Linked DNA regions of Mus musculus: region 2 is linked to region 1. A link is a contact called in public HiCAR-type data. All regions are on one chromosome and are shown on one strand. Each heading gives the region's core, a stretch centred on a gene start, on an enhancer-like site or on the middle of the called end of the contact. The rest is flanking DNA. Distances are from core to core; before and after follow the strand shown. Region 1 overlaps Nupl2 (nucleoporin like 2). Region 2 has its middle 36 kb from the start of Gm33476.

Evidence for each region. HiCAR-type assays count read pairs that join an accessible place to other places.
Region 2: a contact with region 1 is called in a HiCAR-type map of embryonic stem cells, with 2.8 times the contacts expected there. The contact joins two enhancer-like sites. A contact is called at or near these places in 13 of 484 Hi-C or Micro-C datasets (B cells, the N1E-115 cell line, Sertoli cells and 4 more) and 5 of 115 datasets of contacts at active chromatin or transcription factors (all in embryonic stem cells).

Annotation. Positions count from the first base shown.
Region 1 is chr5:24,178,537-24,183,718 of GRCm38.p6, reverse strand. Nupl2 (nucleoporin like 2) reads right to left here. Exons shown (of 7, transcript NM_153092.4): 6 at 2,554-2,638; 7 at 1-1,811. The coding sequence ends at 1,243. Among named protein-coding and RNA genes, the nearest start is that of Nupl2, 16 kb to the right of the region's middle. Within about 2 kb of position 1,713, at least 21 of the 459 cell types and tissues checked have an H3K27ac peak or open chromatin away from gene starts, as enhancers often do. A contact at or near this core is called in embryonic stem cells, where this site is marked.
Region 2 is chr5:24,263,251-24,268,085 of GRCm38.p6, reverse strand. No RefSeq gene overlaps it. Among named protein-coding and RNA genes, the nearest start is that of Gm33476, 36 kb to the left of the region's middle. Within about 2 kb of position 1,270, at least 281 of the 459 cell types and tissues checked have an H3K27ac peak or open chromatin away from gene starts, as enhancers often do. A contact at or near this core is called in embryonic stem cells, where this site is marked.

The sequences.
Region 1 (5,182 bases), core at 464-2,963:
TTTGTTAATGACACGCATGTATTGGTCCGCCTGTCATTGTGTAGTTGATCTGCATTTGCTGGACTCCATAGAAGAGCAACGCCTCTGATGTTAGATGGGAATCACACTTTAAAAGGGTCAGAATATGGATCCCGAGGGAAAGAATGCTCCGCACTGTTCATGAACACCTGGAGTGCCCATCCTTCAATAGGTAAGCCATTTGCTTGAGTTTTTTGGTCTACTATACGCATGTGTGTTTGTGCGCAGGTGTGTGTGATGGCCAAAGGTTGGTGTTAGGTGTCTTCCCCTATCATTTCTCCATCCTTTTGACAGGGTTTCTGGAAATGGCTGGTCAGCAAGTTCTGGGCATCTACCTGTCTCTGCCTCTTGAGTGCTGGGGAGACAGATTCACGCACTCCCATGCCTAAGTGCTGGGCATCAGCTTGGGTCCTCACATCTGCATATCTCTGCAGCCACTGCTCCACCCACTCAGCGGCTCCTTCCACGTTTGATTTTCTCCCATGTAAAAGGTGAGGGCTTGGGACTGGAGAGGTAGATAGTTCAGAGGTTAGGAGGACTGCTGCTTCAGAGGACGAGAGTTCAGTTCCTAGCACCTTTATATGGTGCCTCACAACTGTAACCTCAGCTGCAGGGAATCTGACCTCTAAAGGAACCAGGCATGTACGTGGTGCACAGACACACATGCAGGCACAAGTCAGAGTTGGGAGACGGAGTTCCTGTCATGCAGGAGACACTGTACCTGGGTTTGATCTCCAGAAACCACTGTTCACATCCCTATTTAAAGGGACAGAAAGTGGAGTAGAATGAGAAAATTACTTTATTCAGTACACTGTACTGTTTAGTTCCACTCGTAATTACAGTACAAAAGAGTCCCTTGCTTATTGACTTTTTTGGCTATCCTTTATTTAGCTGGGTGTTTAGAAAAGTTAAACTTTAAAATCCCTCAAATTACTGAAAGCTATATATATATATAAACGTATTCAAGTCAATCTCAGAAGCCATAGTTAGGGAGGAGTATGGGTCAGGTAGAATCCGCCTGGCCTGGGTGAGCCCAGCCTGATCTGCAGCACTATAAAAACAGGGCTTTCAAAGCCATTCAGAGCTTTCTCTTGGAGGTCTCTTGTTCACTCTGTGCTGTCCACACTGGCCTGAATTTGTGGTGTTCTGCTGCTCAGCTTCCCAGACTGTAGGCATGCAGGACATGCCTGGCTAAGGCATTCTTTCTGTATTTAAACCTGACCTTTATACAGTCAGAAGCTCGACCGGTGGCGGCTTCAGTGGAATTTTTCCCAGGGTAAATCTCTGGGATTGAAACTGCTCCAGTTCTTCCTTCATCAGCTGATCCCTGGGTGTGAACAGTGCGTTATCAGCGGCACCGGAGGCTAGGACAGAGGTAGATATGCCGCTACCTCCAAACACGTCAGTGGAAGGTTTAGCAAATACAGCCTGAGAATGTGGGCTAGGACTGCCAAAACCAGCCACAGAACTGCCGCTTCTCAAGGGAGGGGCTGTTGTAGAGCCAGAGGGACTCGCTGCCATGGAGGCTGGAAATCCCGAAAACCCAGGTGATGCAAAACTGGAACCTTCAGGGCTCTTGAACGAAAATGATGCAGCAGACGTGGCTTCAGGTTTCCCAAGTCCAAAGGCTGGAGTGGAGGAAGAGATGGAGGAGCCCGCAGAGGGCCCAGCCCCAAAGGCTGGGTGACTTCCAAATACTGAAGTGCTTCCGGAAGGAGGAGTGGCAAGTCCAGGGCTTGTTTTAAAACTAAAGTTCTGAACAGTACTGCTGCTGCTGTTATTCACTGGGAAGCCTACAAACATAGGTTACAGTCAGAAAATGTGGCCGTGCCGCTCCCTTCTCTTATTTCAGACATGTGTAGATATTGAAGAGTTTAGGGACACATGAAAACAAAGTTAAACCGACCCTCTGAGTCCCACTGCCCTGTCACGACTCATGCGTCCATGCGAGTCAGAGTGGGTGTGCGCTTCGGCTTGCCATGCTTTTCAGCAGAGCAGCCTTGTGACTGCTGTGTGCTGACAAAGGTCTCAATGACACTCCTGCCACACTGGTGTGCTCCTATCAAATTCCTGAGAGCCTTGCTATGAAGGCCAAGCTTGCCTTAGATGTTTGATTCTTTACTGCAGCCTCTGCAGGCTAGAATTATATATATATATAATCATCACGCCCAGTTTCCTATGAGGCAGAGAGACATTCCTAAAATGTTCTTCTAGAGCTGGGCATGGTGGTTCCCATCTGTACTCCCATTGCAGGGGCAGAGGCAGAAGGATCAAAAGTCCTGGTTCACAAAGTGAGTTCCAGGCCAGGGCTACACAGTAATAGCCTATCTCAGAGACAAAAGTACTTCTATAAGCTGAGCCCCAGCACTCCCCCTTACTCCCACTCCACCAGCCTACCTTCCCAAAGCATTTGTGGAGCTAAGTTCTTCAAGGCTCCATTATGGAGGAATTTGTGAGAATTATTTAAAATGGTGATTCAGGCTTTCTAAAGTTGCAATCTATAGCATCCCACTTTTCTGAGCCACACTCTCTTACCTGGTGACCCAAACGACCCTGCTTGCTTACTTCCAAATCCAAACGCAGGCACTGCTTGACTGACCCCATCTTTTACGTCAGAGAGCTGAAAAACCAACACAAATACAACACTTCATGAGTAGTTATCATAGACTGTTGCTATACAGTACATTTTAAAAATGTATTATTTAAATATGCACTTTTAATATATAAAATGTCCATTATGTGATCAAGAGAAGGAAAGGATATAATACTCCACAAACTATAAAATCAACTAATATGCACATTGATATAAAACTGCACTAGAAATGAACGACAGTTATCTCTGGCTGGGGACAACTTTAATTTTATACTTGTTAAAGTTCAAGTTGTTAAATTCAATTTGTTAATTAAAATTGTTAGAATTCAACTTGTTAAAAACAACATATTATAATCAGAAAAACATTTTTTAATCAATATACATTGTATCCATATAAAAAACCTTCAAGAATAAATAAAATTGCATTCTAGAAAACCACACATGTCAGTGTTTATAAAATTACACCCGAATTTGTTAGTCACTCCAGGTACAGGTTTAACTGGGTGTTTAGAAAAGTTAAACTTTAAAATCCCTCAAATTACTGAAAGCTATATATATATATAAACGTATTCAAGTCAATCTCAGAAGCCATAGTTAGGGAGGAGTATGGGTCAGGTAGAATCCGCCTGGCCTGGGTAAGCCCAGCCTGATCTGCAGCACTATAAAAACAGGGCTTTCAAAGCCATTCAGAGCTTTCTCTTGGAGGTCTCTTGTCAGAGTATGCCCAGGCTACCTCCTCAATGCTTCAACTCAACTTGCAGTCACAGTGCTATAAAACGCTTCCTACTAAAACCCATTGGACTGACCTACTCTGCTGACTGATGGATGCCCTTTTCAAGGAACCTTCCACCAATCCCGACTCCTTCCCTCCAAGACATTTGTCTTTCTTCTTTTTTTCTCTATAGACTAGGCTATCTTGAGCTCACAGATATCCACCTCTCCTCTACCTAAGTGCCGTGATTAAAGTTGCATACCACTGCACCAAGCCTGAAACCATTGAAGCTGAGCTTTCTTTCCTAGAAGTATCTTAGACAATTTCATCTAGTTCACATAGAGCTACTTCTCAACCTTCCTAATGCTGTGACACTTTAATACAATTTCCTCATGTTGCAGTGACCTCCCCAACATAAAATTATTTTAGTTGCTACTTCAAAACTGTAATTTTGCTACTGTTACATAACTGTAACATAAATATCTGACATATAGATGTCTCATATGTGACCCCTGTGAAAGGGTCATCACCCTCAGGTTGAGCAGAGATGATGTGTTTTGACATATTTCAGTGACTCCTAATACACTTATAATCACCGCAAACCAATTTCTATTGCCCTTAAGAGCTTCCTATGACCTTCCTGGGCAGACAGCCCTTTCTCCACTTCTGGTCCCACACAATTGATCATTAGCTCACCACTACAGACAGGTGCTGTCCCTTCCATAGTTTCATAACGACAGAATTATACAGGGTTTTTGTTTTGTTTTGTTTTTTCCTTGCTTCTTTTTACTGGAGTAATAGTCACCAATAGGTAAATGGATAAACAAATGTAAGTGCATCTATGCTCATGATAAAAGAGTAACAACGATGACGTGCTAAGCCACTGAGGACGGGTTGTTCCAGGGACCTTACAACGTTCACAATGACCTGGAAGCACTCATCCCAGACGGAAGGTCTACAGCTCCTTAGACTTAGGCATTACTGTGCTCCCAGCTCTCAGCAATGGTGCGGCCAAGGGAGCTCTACAGCTGCCAGGTGGAATAAGCACATCTTTAAGTCCTTGAATTTGTAATAGTTTCCAACTTTCAAAACTAGTCCTACCCCAGTTTAAAACCTTATGCTAAAGTTTTACATTTTATTTATTTATTTATTTATTTATTTATTTATTTATTTATTTATTTATTTATTTATTTATTTATAAACAAGGTCTAAGCATTCCTTGGCTGTCTTGGACTCCAGTATGTAGATCCGTTGTTGCAAATTCAGAGAGATCTGTCTATCTCTGTCTCCCTAGTGCAAGAACTAAAGGAGTCTACCGTGGCTAACTGAAAACTGGTTCTAAAAAGCACAACTAGCCTTTAATCCCAGCACTCGGGAGGCAGAGGCAGGCGGATTTCTGAGTTCGAGGCTAGCCTGGTCTACAGACAGCCAGGGCTACACAGAGAAACCCTGTGTCGAAAAACCAAAAAACAAAACAAAACAAAAACAAAAACAAAAAAAGCACAACTGTCCCCACTTTTCTGAGAAACAGAATAAGTTCTAGAGCTTCAGCTCTAGATGACCACATAGTGAGGGTGTGTGGGCACAGGGTGAGGGTGTGTGGGCACAGGGTGAGGGTGTGTGGGCACAGGGTGAGGGTGTGTGGGCACAGGGTGAGGGTGTGTGGGCACAGGGTGAGGGTGTGTGGGCACAGGGTGAGGGTGTGTGGGCACAGGGTGAGGGTGTGTGCCATAATCATTTACAGAGACTTTACTTTGCCCTTCAAGTTATAAATGAAACATCCTCTACCAAAAAGCACTAGGAGCTAGAAAGATGACTCACAGGTTATCAACACTGCTCTTCAAGAGGACCTGATTTTG
Region 2 (4,835 bases), core at 21-2,520, 85 kb before region 1:
TTAATTTAAATTGACAAAGATGATGGACTGGGTATTATAAGTGGATATCAACCTTATAATTTGCATAATTGTTGTAATCGTGTTCAATTTATATCTGAGAGAAAAGAGCCTTTTTAATTGAAATGTGAGAAATGTAGTGGGTTTGGCTATACTGCTTGTATTATAATGCTAATTTGGGTCCCCAAAATTGCTTGCTTGAGAGAGTCTGCATGTCCACAGGTAAGACACTGAGGAACCCTGCCCCTAGTTGGTTCTGATTGGTAAATAAAGATGCTGGCAGCCAATGGCTGGGCAGGACGTGGCAGACTGAACTAGGACTTTTAGGATTTCCCAGGCCTGGGACTGAGAACAAGAAGAGAGGGAAGATCTGCCATGCTAGAAGAGTGTGGAGAAGGGAGACACCATGCCTGAGAAGAGTGCAAGACAGAGAGGCATGGCCGCCACGTGAAGGAGCCGGGAGAGCACGGCCCAGTTGGGCAGCCCTCTGAGTCCAGAGCAGCCAAGGTAGAACACAGAATTTAGTAAGCTGTAACTCGGAATTATCGGTGGAAGGTAGATTCTATCAGTAGTGGAGGTTAGGCAGTAGCCCAGCTATTGTGCTGATTAAGACATGTGTGTGTGTTTCATTTGGGAACACAAGCCATTGAGGTAGATAGCAAACCCGTATCTGCGACTTAATTATTAATTATTTAATTCAACAATATTTGTGCACAGGACTCCAGTTCCAAGAGGCTCCATGTGGGTAGGAATTACAATTCATGATTTATAGGTACAGATGACATCTGTGGACCTCCTTGCTTGGTTTTTGAAACAGGGTCACAGTTGTAGCTTTGGCTCTCCTTGAACTTGTGGTGATCCTCCTGCCTCAGTCTCCCAAGTGCAGAGATTATAGGTGTGTGATGTCTTCCCAAGAGGTGCTTGTAAATTCTTGAGGTGAGGGCCTTGCTGTCCTTTGTCCTCTCAGATGTGGTGTGTGATGCTCAGATGCTGGGCTAGGAGGCTGTGAGGGAGACCTATACTAGCCAGACCTGTGTTTTACATATAAGTAAAAGTCCCCCGTGGAAGTTGTTATTAATGTGTTTTTTTGTGACATTCACATGAACTTGGTCTAAATCAATCCAGGATAATTCTGCAACATTTGGTCACCCTTCTGCCTCACACCTGGGGGCATAACACTTCAGCATTAATCTGTGACAGATTAACAGGGCTTCAGCCTGGCCCAATGGTGTTGACAGTTTGAGGTGTTGGGCGCCATCTGGTGGCCGCATGATACACAGCCCTAATCACAGGAAGTCTGTTTCCAGCTATTTGCATAGCAGCCCCAGCCCATTCTTTAGTCAGAACCCCAAGTCTTGAACGTCAGCGGCCTGACATGGACTCCAGGACTTTAAGACACCATCGAGCTTCCCAGCTCCTGTGGGCTCCGGAAATTGAGAGAGAGCTGTTTCTAGGAAGTGTCTGGCTGTCCTTCCCCTCCTGCCAGTTGAGAACCGGCTACTAAATAAAGATGCCATGTGACCTCCCTTCTGCAGACTCTCAGGTCTCAGAGCAACAGTTAAAGTGGAGAGGAGGCGGCTGATGACTCACTGATACTCCGGAGCAGGAAATCAACACCCAGGGAGCCTGACCCGGCAGCGGCTCATACAGAATTGATTGGCGGTGGTTTGAGCGTGGGTGGAGTGGCTTTAATGTAGCCGAGCTTATAATACTTCCTTCTGCCGACCTCTGGTAAAATCCTGAAACAGGACTGGGTATGGTGGCTCCGGCCTGTAATCTCGGTTCTCAGGAAACTGATCAAGGGGCGTTGCTGCAAAACAAAAGTCCCAAACAAACTCTGAAATGGCCGATAAATGGCTCCCACCAGCTTTCTTCAAGGTTTGGAATTGGTAGAGAGACTCGCCACACCTGACACACACGCTGCCATCCACACTGGCCACTGCAGGCGATGGGTTGTCTTCTCCCTTGGGGACCCTTTGCTAGTGGGGCTACTTAATGCTCCCTGGGTTCTAGGTCCCCCTCGGCCCTGAGTCCACTCACTCTTTGGACTAAGTGTGGCTACAAGCCTCAGAGACAAGATGGCAGAGACCCTTGGAGAAAGAAAGCACAGCTGAAAGAACCAAGGAGACAACTTCTTGTCTTCCAGTCAGGAGTAGAAACTGGAAATCCCAGATGCTAGTGGTGCGAAGGCCTCCCCAGGAGTGTTTGGGAAGGGGTGATCTGAGAACTGCTATGCTGTGGTTTGTCATGTTGGGGTCAAAGAAGCAGGTGAGGTGGGGAGGCCTGGCCATGTGGATGGGAGCCTCAGGGTAGACAGGGTGGCCATAGGACCATGGTCTCAGCTGACACGGAGAAGCCAAGCCAGGGACACAGAGACAGTATACCTCTCAAGTCTGGAATGAGAGGACTTGGAAGTCAACTAGACATTTTGCTGCTACAGAAATTGGGGTCTCAGAGGTCATGTGACTGCTATGTGACTATGCTGAGCTAGGTGGCACCAGACTCCTACCCTAGCAGAGACTCCTTGCACAAGGCTGTGGGGTCCGGGCCCTCCTTCCCTGGAGTTAGGTCCCTGACAATCCACGGCCCCTGCTCCAAAATTCTCTATCTTGTTTTGTCTTAATATAACCATGTTTATGTTTGTTTGTCTTGTGTTTTGAGCTAGGGTCTCCATGTTCACTTAGGTCGGGCTTGAACTCCTATTTCCACCCTCAAGGAAAGCTTCATAGAGAGCCCCAACCCCTGCTGCTGCTGCCGAGCCAGGGTTTCTGTCTGGGAGAACATAGGACAGGTGGTCACACCTCTGCCCTGCCCTCTCCCAGAGGCCTCTAAAGCAACAGGTTGTTGTGCCCCCCTGGTTTCCTGTTCCTTATGTAAAACAGCTTCAGGTTTGCATCTCCACCTGGCAGTGAAGGAGCCACAAACAAAATCACATTTTGCTTTACATGAGGCTGGGGTGGATCAGGGCCGCAGGGAGACAGGTGGGCGGGACACCCCCTTGCTATGCCCTCTGCTCAGTCTTCTGGCTGGGTTGTCTGCAAAGATGGCTCCTCAGGCAGGGTGATCTCTCTCAGAGCCTGGCCCCATGTTTCCTTCAGCCTGTGTTCCCACAATTGTGGAACTCGTGTCTGTCCCGGGGGAGAGTGCCTCTGTTCCTGGTGAGGCACAGGTGGGTGGATGTGTGTTGAACAAGGCTCTCCCTCCAGGGAATGTCTTCTGGTCTATAACCAAACACACGCACAGAGATGCGTCCCAGGTAACCCGGGTCTCTGCCACTGCTCACCCCCACTCTGTGGCCTGGGAGCTGTTAATTCAGAGCCATTATCAAACCAAGATCTTTACCATCTGTTACCCCAATGAGCCTGGGGTCAGATGGGACAGAAGTGTCACCTTTCCTTCCCTTTCCACCTGGGTTACGGGGTCTGGGTCTCTTTACTGAAATGATACTAGGGGAGGGGGCGGTCACTTGTGACACAATGTCCAGGTCCTTTGAGTCTGGAACAAGGATGTAAGCAAACCACAGAGTAGCAGCGGTGGGAAGGAAGGGGGGACAGGGTGTATGCCAGGTGCAACATGGTTGCCAACATGGCTGCAGCAGAGGAGCCTTGAACAAGCTCCTGGCTCGGGGCCCCAGTTCGGGGCTTTTCTTTATTAAAGGGGAGGGGCAGGTGTGTATTCCTGATAGGACTGGGCAGACCTTTCTTTAACTGAAGTGAGTGATTGATCTTTCTTCTCTGTTTGCACAATCCTTGGAGGTCCAGGGCAGTCCAAGGAAAGGTCTCTCAGTCTTTCTTGGTTGCTGGGTACTGAGTCAGCCTTCCTGTGATTCACAGTCAGGAGTGTTTGACTCTATCTTCAGACCTCTAGACTCTGGAGTCCCCACCACCCCCGTTCTGTTTCAGGGACAGACTTCTGCGGGCCATGTCTCTCTATTTCCAACTTCTACCGCGGGATGGAAGCTGGTCCTCCTGTCCCCTTCCAGCTGTAACAGATAAGACCACAAGACAAGGTTCCAACTTCCCTTGGTAACCGTGGGGGCATCAGTGGCCTTGGGGGCACCTCCCCCTATTTCCGTCCCTTGCTTTGTTCCTCATCTGTGATGTCAATTCTGGGATGCTTGCCTTGTTTGTCCTTGAATCCTTGATATCCTGAGCTACCAGTTCCCTAAGGTCACATGTCTGCATTAAACACTCTCTTTTCCCCAGACCCATGTGCACACTCCATAGGAGAGCCTTGGGCTTCTCCCTGTAGATATTTCATTCCCTTGGGATAAAGTCTCTAGGCCAGCAGCCATCAACACCGGCCACCCAGGCCTCGTCTCTTTGCCCACACAATACAGAGGTCACAGACAGAAGCAGCTACCCAGATCTCTATGGAGATGCTTGGGGACTAGAACTCAAGTCCTCAAGTTTGTGCGACAATTACCATTACCCACCCCTGGGCCATCACCCCAGCTCCTCCCCCTACTTTTTGACTGTGAACCTATCAAACTCTCAGAAACCTCACAGTTGACACCCAGTTTTACAATGCTTCATATGTAGCTCTAGGTCTCTGCCCGGTCTTCCTTTCTTACATTTGCCAATGCCCCGGGACCAACACTGCCCTTAGGCTCTGTCGTCTACTTGAGTTCTTCCAGGGCATCATGGGACCTGGGACTGCATGGTGCCCAAGCACCTTGACACCTGCCTCCTGCCATCCACTCTGCAGCCCCTAACCTCACAGCCTCTACCCCTGCCAGGCCACTAATATGATCTAACACATTAGAATTATTATACTAGATTCCTGTGGCCATTATTGCAAGGTGCCCAAACTGGGTACCTTGTAATAACAGGAATTTC